3 separate regions of the Sus scrofa genome follow, and regions 2 and 3 are each linked to region 1. The links are chromatin contacts, called in public HiChIP or PLAC-seq maps. All regions are on one chromosome and are shown on one strand. Each heading gives the region's core, a stretch centred on a gene start, on an enhancer-like site or on the middle of the called end of the contact. The rest is flanking DNA. Distances are from core to core; before and after follow the strand shown.

Evidence for each region. HiChIP or PLAC-seq counts read pairs in DNA pulled down with a chosen protein or histone mark.
Region 2: a contact with region 1 is called in an H3K27ac HiChIP or PLAC-seq map of alveolar macrophages. The contact joins two enhancer-like sites. A contact is called at or near these places in 2 of 2 datasets of contacts at active chromatin or transcription factors (alveolar macrophages and skeletal muscle).
Region 3: an H3K27ac HiChIP or PLAC-seq map of alveolar macrophages shows a contact between it and region 1. The contact joins two enhancer-like sites. A contact is called at or near these places in 1 of 47 Hi-C or Micro-C datasets (epiblast stem cells) and 1 of 2 datasets of contacts at active chromatin or transcription factors (alveolar macrophages).

What each region holds. Positions count from the first base shown.
Region 1 is chr14:28,445,002-28,448,410 of Sscrofa11.1, reverse strand. No RefSeq gene overlaps it. Among named protein-coding and RNA genes, the nearest start is that of SCARB1, 150 kb to the right of the region's middle. Within about 2 kb of position 1,735, at least 8 of the 83 cell types and tissues checked have an H3K27ac peak or open chromatin away from gene starts, as enhancers often do. A contact at or near this core is called in alveolar macrophages, where this site is marked.
Region 2 is chr14:28,665,595-28,669,003 of Sscrofa11.1, reverse strand. All of the region lies in intron 3 of NCOR2 (nuclear receptor corepressor 2), which reads right to left. Among named protein-coding and RNA genes, the nearest start is that of NCOR2, 25 kb to the right of the region's middle. Within about 2 kb of position 1,598, at least 36 of the 83 cell types and tissues checked have an H3K27ac peak or open chromatin away from gene starts, as enhancers often do. A contact at or near this core is called in alveolar macrophages, where this site is marked.
Region 3 is chr14:28,612,897-28,616,305 of Sscrofa11.1, reverse strand. No RefSeq gene overlaps it. Among named protein-coding and RNA genes, the nearest start is that of NCOR2, 28 kb to the left of the region's middle. Within about 2 kb of position 1,850, at least 14 of the 83 cell types and tissues checked have an H3K27ac peak or open chromatin away from gene starts, as enhancers often do. A contact at or near this core is called in alveolar macrophages, where this site is marked.

The DNA.
Region 1 (3,409 bases), core at 486-2,985:
AAAAGAAAAAACTGATAATGTCAGGAATTCTTGCAAGCCAATGCAAATCAAACCAGCTGAATCAAAAAGGGAATTTCTTGGCTCAAGTAACTAAAATTCCAGAAATAGTTTCAGCTTCAGGCATAGCTGGATCCAGGGGCTTAGATACTGTCATCAGGCCTAAATGTCTCTCTCCCTCTATTTCTCTCTCCCTCTCCATGCTGGCTTCATGCACAGATGCCACATGGTAGCAAAATGGCTGCCAGGAATTTTATGCTACATCCCCCAGGTCAGGACCTAACAGGAAAGAGATGCCCCTTCAGCATCCCCACAGCCCCCGCAGCCAAATCACCAGATGAGCCTTAAATGGCCATCGTGAACCAATCACAGAAGCTAGAGGAATGCAATAAGCCAGTCCGTTTAGAACAGAATCATCCTCCCTGGAGTTGGGGATGCACCATCTTTGGGCTGAGAATGGAAGAATGATGCCCAGATGATAAATAGGGCTGCTGCCAGGAGGAGGAGACACAGGCTCTGGGAAGACAGGAACAGGTGTTCATTATGTTGGGAAATGAATCGGACCCTGTGTGCAGGTATCTTCCGTTTGCTGACATCTCTCTCCTCCTTCCTGCCTCAAGCTCTCTGCCTGGAGGCTGATCCACACAACCCACAGCCCACTGCCCTCTGCTTTCTGGATAGACTTGGCCCATAAGGAGCCCCTGCAGGACTCTGGGGGAGAGTGAGGTCAATGGCTCCCCAGGGCTGGTTGTCTCCTTCCATTGAGGGGCGTCATGCCCACTTCTGACAGCCGAAGATGCTACGTCTTTTCTCCTACTGGTTTCTGAAACTCCTCCTTTCCAGCCCCAGGTGACAGCAGCTCCTCCATTTCTAGCCCAGGATTTCCCCCAGGCCTGCCCAAGCCTTTGCAAATAACCCCTTTATGCAAACCTTCTGGAATGACCCTTCTGTGACTGTGCCTACATTTCCTGAAGTCATGCTCCCAGAGAGATGCCAAGAGGAAATCCAGTCTGGGCTGGGACACCTGCTTTTTCCCATGATCTTCCCATACCGGCCTCTCCCCCAGGGCACCCCCTGCCTTCCCCACATCTGAAAAGCCAGTGAGTTGAGTAAGACAAAAAAGTGTTGGAGACCAAAGGGACCAACAATGTCACTGTAACTTAATGCCACTCAACTGTACACTAAAAGAGGGTGGAAAGGGTAAATTTTATGTCTCTTTTACCATAATTTGTTTAAATGCTTAGGGGAAAAAAAGCCATTGCACACAAACCCTCCTCCACCCAGTGGCCCATTTATGACCCCACTCCCACCCCCACCCCCTTACTCGGGATTCTGGCGATCCCTGCTCAGAGGCATTTGAAAGAGGTGGTGTCCTCTGAATTCATGCTGTATTGATTCTTGTTTTGTGGAGAGAACAAGGCACAGGCTGATTTCCTTCCAGTGGATCTGAACTTCAGATGCCCCCAGGGCCTCGGGTACAAAATGATGCAAACCATTTCCACAGCCAACGGGGAGGCGTCCCAGCAGCCCAGCCGTGGCCATCCGGGGGTGGGCAAAGGGAGAAAGGCGTTTGGCAAACACGACGGGGGAGAAGCCATGGGGACAAGGTCTCAGCAGACGCCCAAGTTCCCCTTCCCAGCGCAGGAACTGAGTCATCCTGCCCGCACCCTCCAGCAGCTGCTCTTGGGCCGGGAATGCCCTGGTTCTGAGGACAGATGCCCACGGTCAGCAAACCAAGGATGAACCCTTCCACTAGGGGAGACAGGGACCCAGAACACATGGCAGCCAGGTTCTAGAAGCTGATGATAAAGAGTGAGCCCAGAAACCGGCTTTCATGGAGCTGGCACTCCAAAGCAGCTGTGTCCCCGGGAAACAGAAGCCAGCCACGTGCAGAACTGAAAATTTCCTGTAGCCACATTAAAAAAAAAAAAAAAAGAAGAAGAAGAAAAAGAAGAAGAAAAAAGAATTCCCTGATAGCGCAGAGGGCGAAGGATCCCACAGTATCTCTGTAGCTGCTCTGGTTGCTGCTGTGGTGTGGGTTAGATCCATGGCCTGGGAATTTCTACATGCTGTGGGCACAGCCAAAAAAAGAAAAAGAAAAAGAATGAAAGAAAAGAAAACCAGATGAAATTGTTTGATATTTTATTTAACCTAATTGATCCAAAATATTATTTTTTCAGCATTGAATCCACATGAAAAATTATCAGCGAGATATTTAGGTTCCTTTTTTTTCAGATGAACGCTTTGAAATCCACTGTACTCTACGCTGACAGCTCATCCTCATGTGGGGGTCAGTTCCCATCAGAAACACTTGATCAGCATTTTGGTTTCACAAAATCAACAAGTTAGAAAAGGTAGATGAACCTACCCAGGAGGTTCCGCAGAGACTTCAAAGTCTTCCAAGCACTATCCAAAAATCCTTTCACTTTAATATTTGCATCCACGTCTGTTGCAACCAGCTGGGTTTTTTCATTTTACATTTAAATTGATTAAAATAAAAGGAAATTTAAATTTCCATTCTGTAGTCTCACCGGCCACATTTCAGGTGCTCCAATGGCCATATGTAGCTATTGTTTGGGGCAAGGCAGCAGAGAGCCCATTAAAATGTATATAAAAGGAATCATTTCTTTTTCTTTTTTTTTTTTTTAAAGGAATCATTTCATCTAAACGGAATCACACAGTAGGTCCTCCTTTTGTGTCTAACTTTGTGCAGCAGCTTGGTGCGGGATCTCAGTTCTCAGACCAGGGATGGAACCTGGGCAGCAGCAGTAAAAATACCGAATCCTAACCCAAGACCACCTAAGGAATTCCCCTAACTTCTTTCATTTAGCATAATTGTTCTGAGAGTCATCCACGTTGTCATTTGCATGTACATAACCAAGGGAGGCTGGGGCTAACAAGAAATCAAGCAAAAGACAAGACTGAAGAGAAGTCTGGAGTCCTTGGAGACAGAGAAGAAATCTGGGCAGGCCTCTCTGTGGAGGTGACATTTGGGCAAAGACTTGAAGGCAGCAGGGGGTTTGAGCCATGTTTGGATCTAGGGGAGCAGGAATAGACAGTGCAAAGGTCTTGCGGAAGGAGTATGCCTGGTGGGTTCTGGAAGCAGGGCAGAGGCTGTGAGGGCTGGAGTGGATGGAGAGGGGGAGAAAATGCAATCAGAGGGGGCTCAGGGCCAGATCGTATGAATCTGGTGGGACTTTATAAGGACTTGGGCTTTTGCACTGAGAGTGATGTTCTCCTCACTGGGCTCCAGGGTCCCCTGCTCCCACTCTAGTCCATTCTCAGCCCAGTTTGCCCTCTTCTTGTCTGATTTCTTTCATGTTGCCTAGTTATGCTGAGCGTTATCCATAGTGGGTGCATATCAATGTTAATTTCTTATTCTTGTTGAGTTGTGGTCCTTTATGTGGATAAT
Region 2 (3,409 bases), core at 349-2,848, 220 kb before region 1:
CAACTACATTCTGATTTGAGACACATAAAAAAAAAAAAAAAAAAAAAAAACACCCTTTCAAAGGAGAAAACAGGACAGGCTTCCCCTGTGTACCAGTCCAAATCGATTAGTCCTGTCTGCCAAGAACACTCAGTTATACTGCGGGGTGGCAATCAATTAGTGATGTCTGACAAGAGTAAGGCTTGGGAGAGCGTGGGATTGTAGGTGATTATTTTCTTCTTGGCGTCTTTCTTAATTCTCCCAATTTTCCATAAAAATCCAGTCATCTTTTTGCTGTCTGGCTTTTTTTTTTTTTTAAGCAGTTATTTCTGCAAAGAGAATTAGACGAGACCACGTAGGTGTGTTAGAATGTATGTTTCAGACCCTCCAAAACCAAAGCTTGTAAGAGGCTGGGAAGCAGGAGGATGAGTAAGCAGAATCAACAGGGATCCTGTCAAAGCCCAGAGGCTGGAAATGTCAAGGGAAGGGCCTTCCCGGGCAGCCCTGATGTGGAAGCAAGAAGATGCAAGGCCTTAGGCTAGAGGTATCTGTCCATCAGTCAAATCCCCAAGCCTCGGTTTCCCCATCATTGAAATGTATGCCCCACCTAGGCCTCTGTGCCCCTGACCACAAATCCCTCTTAACTCTCCAAAGGTGGCCCCCAAGGCGGAGGGCAGCTTCCAGAAGGCAGAGAAGGGCTCAGCTTGCGCCCTCTCCCACACCCCATGATGTCTAACACAAGGCACCCAGAGCTCACGAAGGAAGGAGGAAGGGCTGGAGAGAGGTTGCCAGGCACAGCTCTGGTGTGTGCATGCACGCACGCATGCAGGGGTGTGAGAAGGAAGCGGGCAGCTCTGCAGTCTGCAGGGAGCAAGACTCTCTCTCACACAAAAGCAAAGTGAACAAAGCGGCAGAGAAGCAGACAGCCCCATCCCTGGGGAGAGGACCTCGGGAGGACGGCACCCACCATGGCCAGTCGAAACGGGAAAAGGCACACGGCCCCCAGGAGCCCCAAGGCAGAGGTCTGAACCCTCTGGCCGTGGTTTCCCAGTGTGGGAGCCAGGCAAGATGAGCTCATGGTACAGCCCCTCCAAGGAGCATCTTAGGGGCCATTTCTGCAGCACCCACACTGACCTCTACCCCAGGGACCCCCTGGAGGGTCACAGGAAGCCAAGAACTGGGGAGACCCCAAAGGAGAAACAGACCCAGAGTGGGGTTCACTGTGGTCACAGCCTAAAGACTCCGGGCGCTCCGGCCGGAAGCATGAGAACCCTCCTAGAGTTAACAAAGCACTTCAACCCCGTCTGCTCCCTCTACATGGGCACTTGTCCCCCTGTGGTCCAGGCAGCCTCCTGGGTCTGTGACGCTTGGTCTGGGGGAGCGGGAAGTCGAGAGAATTCAGTCTACTTGAGAGCGTGTTGACAAGACCGCAGCATCCCAGTGCATGGCCAGCGTGCGTCCCCACACCCGAGAACAGGGTCACGTGCAGAAGTATCCGTTTGTGACAAAGTGGAAATGAAACAGACTGGTCCTTCCCACAGAGTCTGATAAACACTGATCTAGGGCAGGAGTCAGCAAACGAGGCCCGAGGCCAAAGCCAGGCTCAGCCCATTGCGTCAAGTGTCACTGGCACACAGCCACGGCCATTCCTGTCCGCGTTGGCTGAGCTGCTTTCGCGCTAGGACGGTGGCAGCACCGAGGAGTTGTGACAGAGACTGCGTGGTCCGGAAAGCCTGAAATATCTCCAGGGGAGATTTGCCAATCCCTCTTCTAGAGGAAAAGCCCACAGTGCACCCTGGGGGCCATTTGGAAAAGGACCTTAACAGGCAGGTTGTCATCATGCCAGCATCATCAGAATCATCATCACTGCGCTGTAACGTGCATGCGGAAGCCTCCGCACAATCAACTAGATCCTCACAGTCTTCTAACCACCCTCTCTCAACCGATGGGAAACTGAGGCACGGGGCGCTAAGGCCACTTGTTTCACAGCTAAGACATCACCGAGGCAGGATGTGAAGGAGCAATCTGGCTCCAGAGCCTGCGCTCTTAAACACCCTTCTAACACAAAGGCACAGAGAGGTTAAGTAACTTGCCGAAGGCCACACAGCAGGAAGGAACCGTGCTGGGATTCAGACCCTACATCTTTTGACCTTAACACATTCATTCAGCGTGAGGCTTGCAGGAACTCAAGGGCGCTTTGGGGGTACCAGGGAACTTGGGGGAGAAGGCAGAATTGAGCTGGGCTGTGGAGAGCTGGAAAGGACCTTAACAGGCAGGAAAGGAGACAAGGAGGGGAAGGTGTGTTGGGACCCTCAATCCTGGGAGATCTTCAGTGCCAGGGGTCTGCCAGGACCCTCAGGGAAAGATGTGGGGTCCTGATACTGTGGGGGAGGGAAGAGGAGACCATAGAGATGGAGGGAACAGGGCACAGAGAGGTTCTGCAAGTGGAGCAGGTGAGACTGAGCGAGCCTTGCATGGAGACTGGCTTGGAGTGTGCCTGAGGCCAGGGCAGGGGAAGCAGGGGCTTTCCAGGGTCTGCAAGCACAGCCGGAATTCACTCTCCATCTGCACTGGCATAAGACACCAGGCGGCCCAGAGATGACGCAGGCCAAAGCACAGGCCTGTCTCTGAGTCCAGACCCTCCTCAGTCTCCTGCCACCCACCAGGAGAAAGGAGATGACTGCCACATGCAGACACCACCCCCCAGGCACCTTGTGGACATTCGCCAGTGATGCTCAGGCCCACAAGGCTCCTAGTGCCAATGGCTGCACCCAGGGATTAAGTGAGCAGCCCAAGGCCATTCAGCAAAATGGGAGGAACAGGGGTTTAAAGCCATATCTGGAGGTCTTTCCGGCTCCTGGGAGGCCTTGCTATCAAAGCAGCTCCATGCCCAGGATGCCTGGGAAGATGCCTCCAGGGCCAGGAGGTGCCACCCTGGATAGAAGCCTATCTGGAGCGTGTGTGGGAGGGAGCTGAGTCCTGGGAAGGTCACGGATAACTGGGTCCAGGCCCCACCCCGTGATCCCAGCAGACCTCCCTCAATTATTGTTCAAGGAGCTGGGACCCTGGGATGCCCCCTGGACCATGGATGGGGCACTTGTCTTTCTGTGCCTCAACTTCCCTTTTCCTTCACCCTCTGTCTTCCAAAGACTCAGAAAAGGGGGGGAGGGGTACCTCATAAACCCTGCCCATATGGGTTGGAGGCACAGGGCTGGAATGAGAGTTGGGGAGCCTCCAGATTAGGCTGAAACACTCATCCCCCACCAGCCAAGGAACAGCGGCTCCTCTAGGTAAGCAAGTTTCCCCAAGATGTCCAGATTCTTGCCCCAATAACAAATGGGGGAATGGGGGACGGGGGAGTGCTGGGCCACCCCAGCACAAGGCAGCATGGTCAGGAAACAGGGCTCCACTGCTGTCCCCACACAGGATA
Region 3 (3,409 bases), core at 601-3,100, 170 kb before region 1:
TCAAAGGCCCCATCACAGGCTCTCTGTAAAGATGATTCAGTTTCCACCCTGTCAGAGCACAGGGCAAGTGCCCTAAAACGTTAGCTGCCGGGATCCCCCTGAGTAAGAGGCCACCTGGCCCCGCACCCTGATGGTGGGACCGCCAGAAATACCTTCCCTGCCTCCTGCCCCCCCTGCCCAGGATAGGGTCTGGGCCACTGGTGGCTGCAGGGCGGGGTGGGGGGCGGCTGCCTGGGAGCGCAGGGGTGTCAGGGCACCATCGATCGATCACCAGAAGCAATTAATTGTCTGGGTCAAGAGACGGTGAAAGAGATTTGTCACCCGGGGCCCAGGGGATATTCCAGTGAGCCTGGCAACTCAAGTGGGAGGGGAGGTTCCCGCTGACCTGGTCCCCGATGGGAGATCAGGATCTCTGCACACTTCCGCAGCTCCCCATTCCTCCCCCAGCCCCCAGGCCTCCCTCTGCAGGCTCCCCCTCTCGCAAAAGCTCAACCCTCCACAAATCCCCTGCCCCCGCAACACCAGCCCCCTGAGACCTGTGTGCCAGGGGAACCAGCCCAGCCTGCATAGACAGGGACAGTGAGGCCCAGCAGATGCCGATAGCCCAGCACCCAATCCCAGCTGCACCAGGTTCCAGCTGGGCAACCCCATGCTTGTTGCTTAACTTCTCTGAAGCTGTTTCCTCTGCTTTTATAAAATAGAGATGATAAGCGGTGTTGGGGGGCAAAATCAGACCGGCTCAGGCACAGATGCCAGCTCTACCATTCTATAAAGCCCTGGGACTGTCACCGTGCTTCTCTGAGCCTCAGTTTCCCATCTATCAAGTGGGGGTGATTCCAGGGGCTACTTTGTGGAGAAATACATAGCCTGGCACACAGCAAGCGCTTAGTTCCAGCTAGCCATCAGGATTCACCAGCCCAGACCCCGGGCACCGAGGACACCCAGGCTCAGGCCCCGAGCCAGGTCACATAGATCCCCACCCCAGCCTCTGCAGCGGGAAGATGCAGGCTACAGTGGCCACCATTCCCTGACCAGGCTCGGCGGCTGCCCACATGGAGAACAGAATGCCCAGGACACACATGGACAGAGCTGGACGGGGTACAGGGCACAGGCCGCCACCCCCTGGTGTCTCCCCAGTGTATCTCCCAGCTTTCGGCCTCTCATGTCTGCACCAAATCCCTCTGCACAGCCTGGACACGTGGGGTCCCCGGGCTCCACCATGTGATGCCAGTAAAGACCCATAAACACCTCCCTCGCTGCCCCCACCACATAGATGAGAAAACTGAGGCCCATCAAGGGGCAGCCTCCAAGCCGGTTCTTTCTGACGTCCCACAGGAGCTCAGCAGGTGCTCTGAAGCCCAGGCTGCCAGGCCACGGGCAGCACTGAGTCAGAGTGAGAAACTCAGCAGAAACTGAAAACAGCCCCGGAGGCCCCACGTACTCCCCAGAGTGAGCCGCGCTGATTCACAGCCGGCCCCTGTGTTGGAAAGTTCCTGCTTCTGTGGGGGAGGTGGGGGTGGGGGACGAGGGGCACAGAACAGCCACTGTGTGAGAGTCAAACTGGCCCCAGAGCCTCTGGATCACACCCAGACTCGCCCACCACCCAGCACCCCTCAAAGGCCCACTGGCGCCCACAGGGATGTCCACGGCTGGAGGGCAGGCAGGAGAGCCCCCCGACTCTGGCACAGGCTTCTACCTCTCTATGGCTGGGCTCAGCCTGCAGGGAGGCCACAGAGCACAGCTGTGGAGAGACCTCAGGATTTGGCCCAAGACCCGGCTTCAAGTCCTGGTTCCACCACTTTCTAGCTGTGTAACCTCGGTATGTTGCTTAACATCTCTGAACCAGTTCCCCACCTACGAAATGGAAACTCTCATCTCACGGGGCTTAGAGACTCAGTGAGAGTATACACATAGACTGCCTAGCCTGTCGTAAGAGCTCAATAGAAATCTTTTTCAGTTCCCAAATTATTTTTTTATTGAGGTGAAATTCACAGAACATAAAACTAAGCATTATAAAATAAATTCAGTGGCATTGATTACTGTCACAATGCCGTGCGACCACCAACTCTATCTAGTTCCAAAACATTTCCGTAACCCCAAAGGAAAAGAAACCCCCTACCCAATGAGCAGTCTCTCCCCATGCCTGGGGCCCCAGCCCCTGACCACCACTAATCTGCTTTCTGTCTCTATGGATTTGCCTCTTTTGAATGTTTTGTTTCAGTGGAACCACACAACATGTGGCCTTTTGTGACTGGCTTCTTTCACTCATCCAGCCTCAGGTTTTTGAGGTTCGTCCACACTGTAACATGGATCAGCACTTCTTTCCTTTTTATGGCTGAAGAGTATTCCCTTGTGGGGATAAACCGATTCTATATTTTTTAAATCAAAAAAAGAAATGTGTTCTCAGTAATACAGAAAGGCAACCTGACAGCCTATGTAAATACACATGCACATGAAATGGTTTAAGACTTGTAAAACTATTAAATAAATAACCATAATGACTGTGGCCATGGGCAGGGGGCGGAGGTCTGGCCAGTGGATGGAGCCAATTGGTAGGACAGAGGGGACCCCGGGAGCCCTAGAGCTGAGAGCCCTCCCTCTGAGCCCTCCCTGCTCAAACATCTGACTTCCCCTGTCCAGGCTGTGCTGTGCTGTGTGACCCTGGGCCAACTCCTTGCCCTCTCTAGACCTCTCGCCTCCCCATGTGAAAGCAAAGGCACTGGAGGGGATGCTGGTGACAGGGGGAGGTGAATTTCCACTTTAACCCCTCCAATTGTCCCTCAGCCCTAGGGAAAGATGAGTGAGATGGTGGCAGCCCGACTGTGGGAAGCCAACAGGCATGGGATATGTTACCAAGGGAGGCTGATGGGCTGTCCTGTGCTGGTGACAACAAAGAAACAGCTCTAGGATGCCTAGAGACTGGAAGAGGGGGGAGGAGGGCTTGCTCTGGGCCACAAAAATGTAGACACAGCAGGAAAAGGGAACCTGGCCATGCCTGCCCTTCTCTGCCCAGGACAAACCCAAGATGTGAGTCCCTAAAGCCTGAGGCCAGGTCCTCGCACTAAAGACCTTGAACCTGATCCATCTTCATTGTGTGGCTGCTCTGTGCATCCTGACCTCAACCCACTATACCTGTGGCACCTCTTGCAGGTGGGGACAAATGAAACATCTTCAGACAGTTGCCAAATGAAGCCTGGGGACAAGGTCACCTCAATGACCCCATCCCCACCCTGGTCCTCTCGGGGCCATCTTCCTGGATGGAAACAGCAGTCAGCAACAGTCAGCCTCCTCCCTAGCCCAGCTGGTTCCAGGAAGAGTGGAACCTACTTGAGGGACAAGGACCCTGTGTCCAGCACCTGTCCTCCCCCTGCCCCAGGGCAGGCCAGGCCCCGTCTCGCTGCCAATGAAC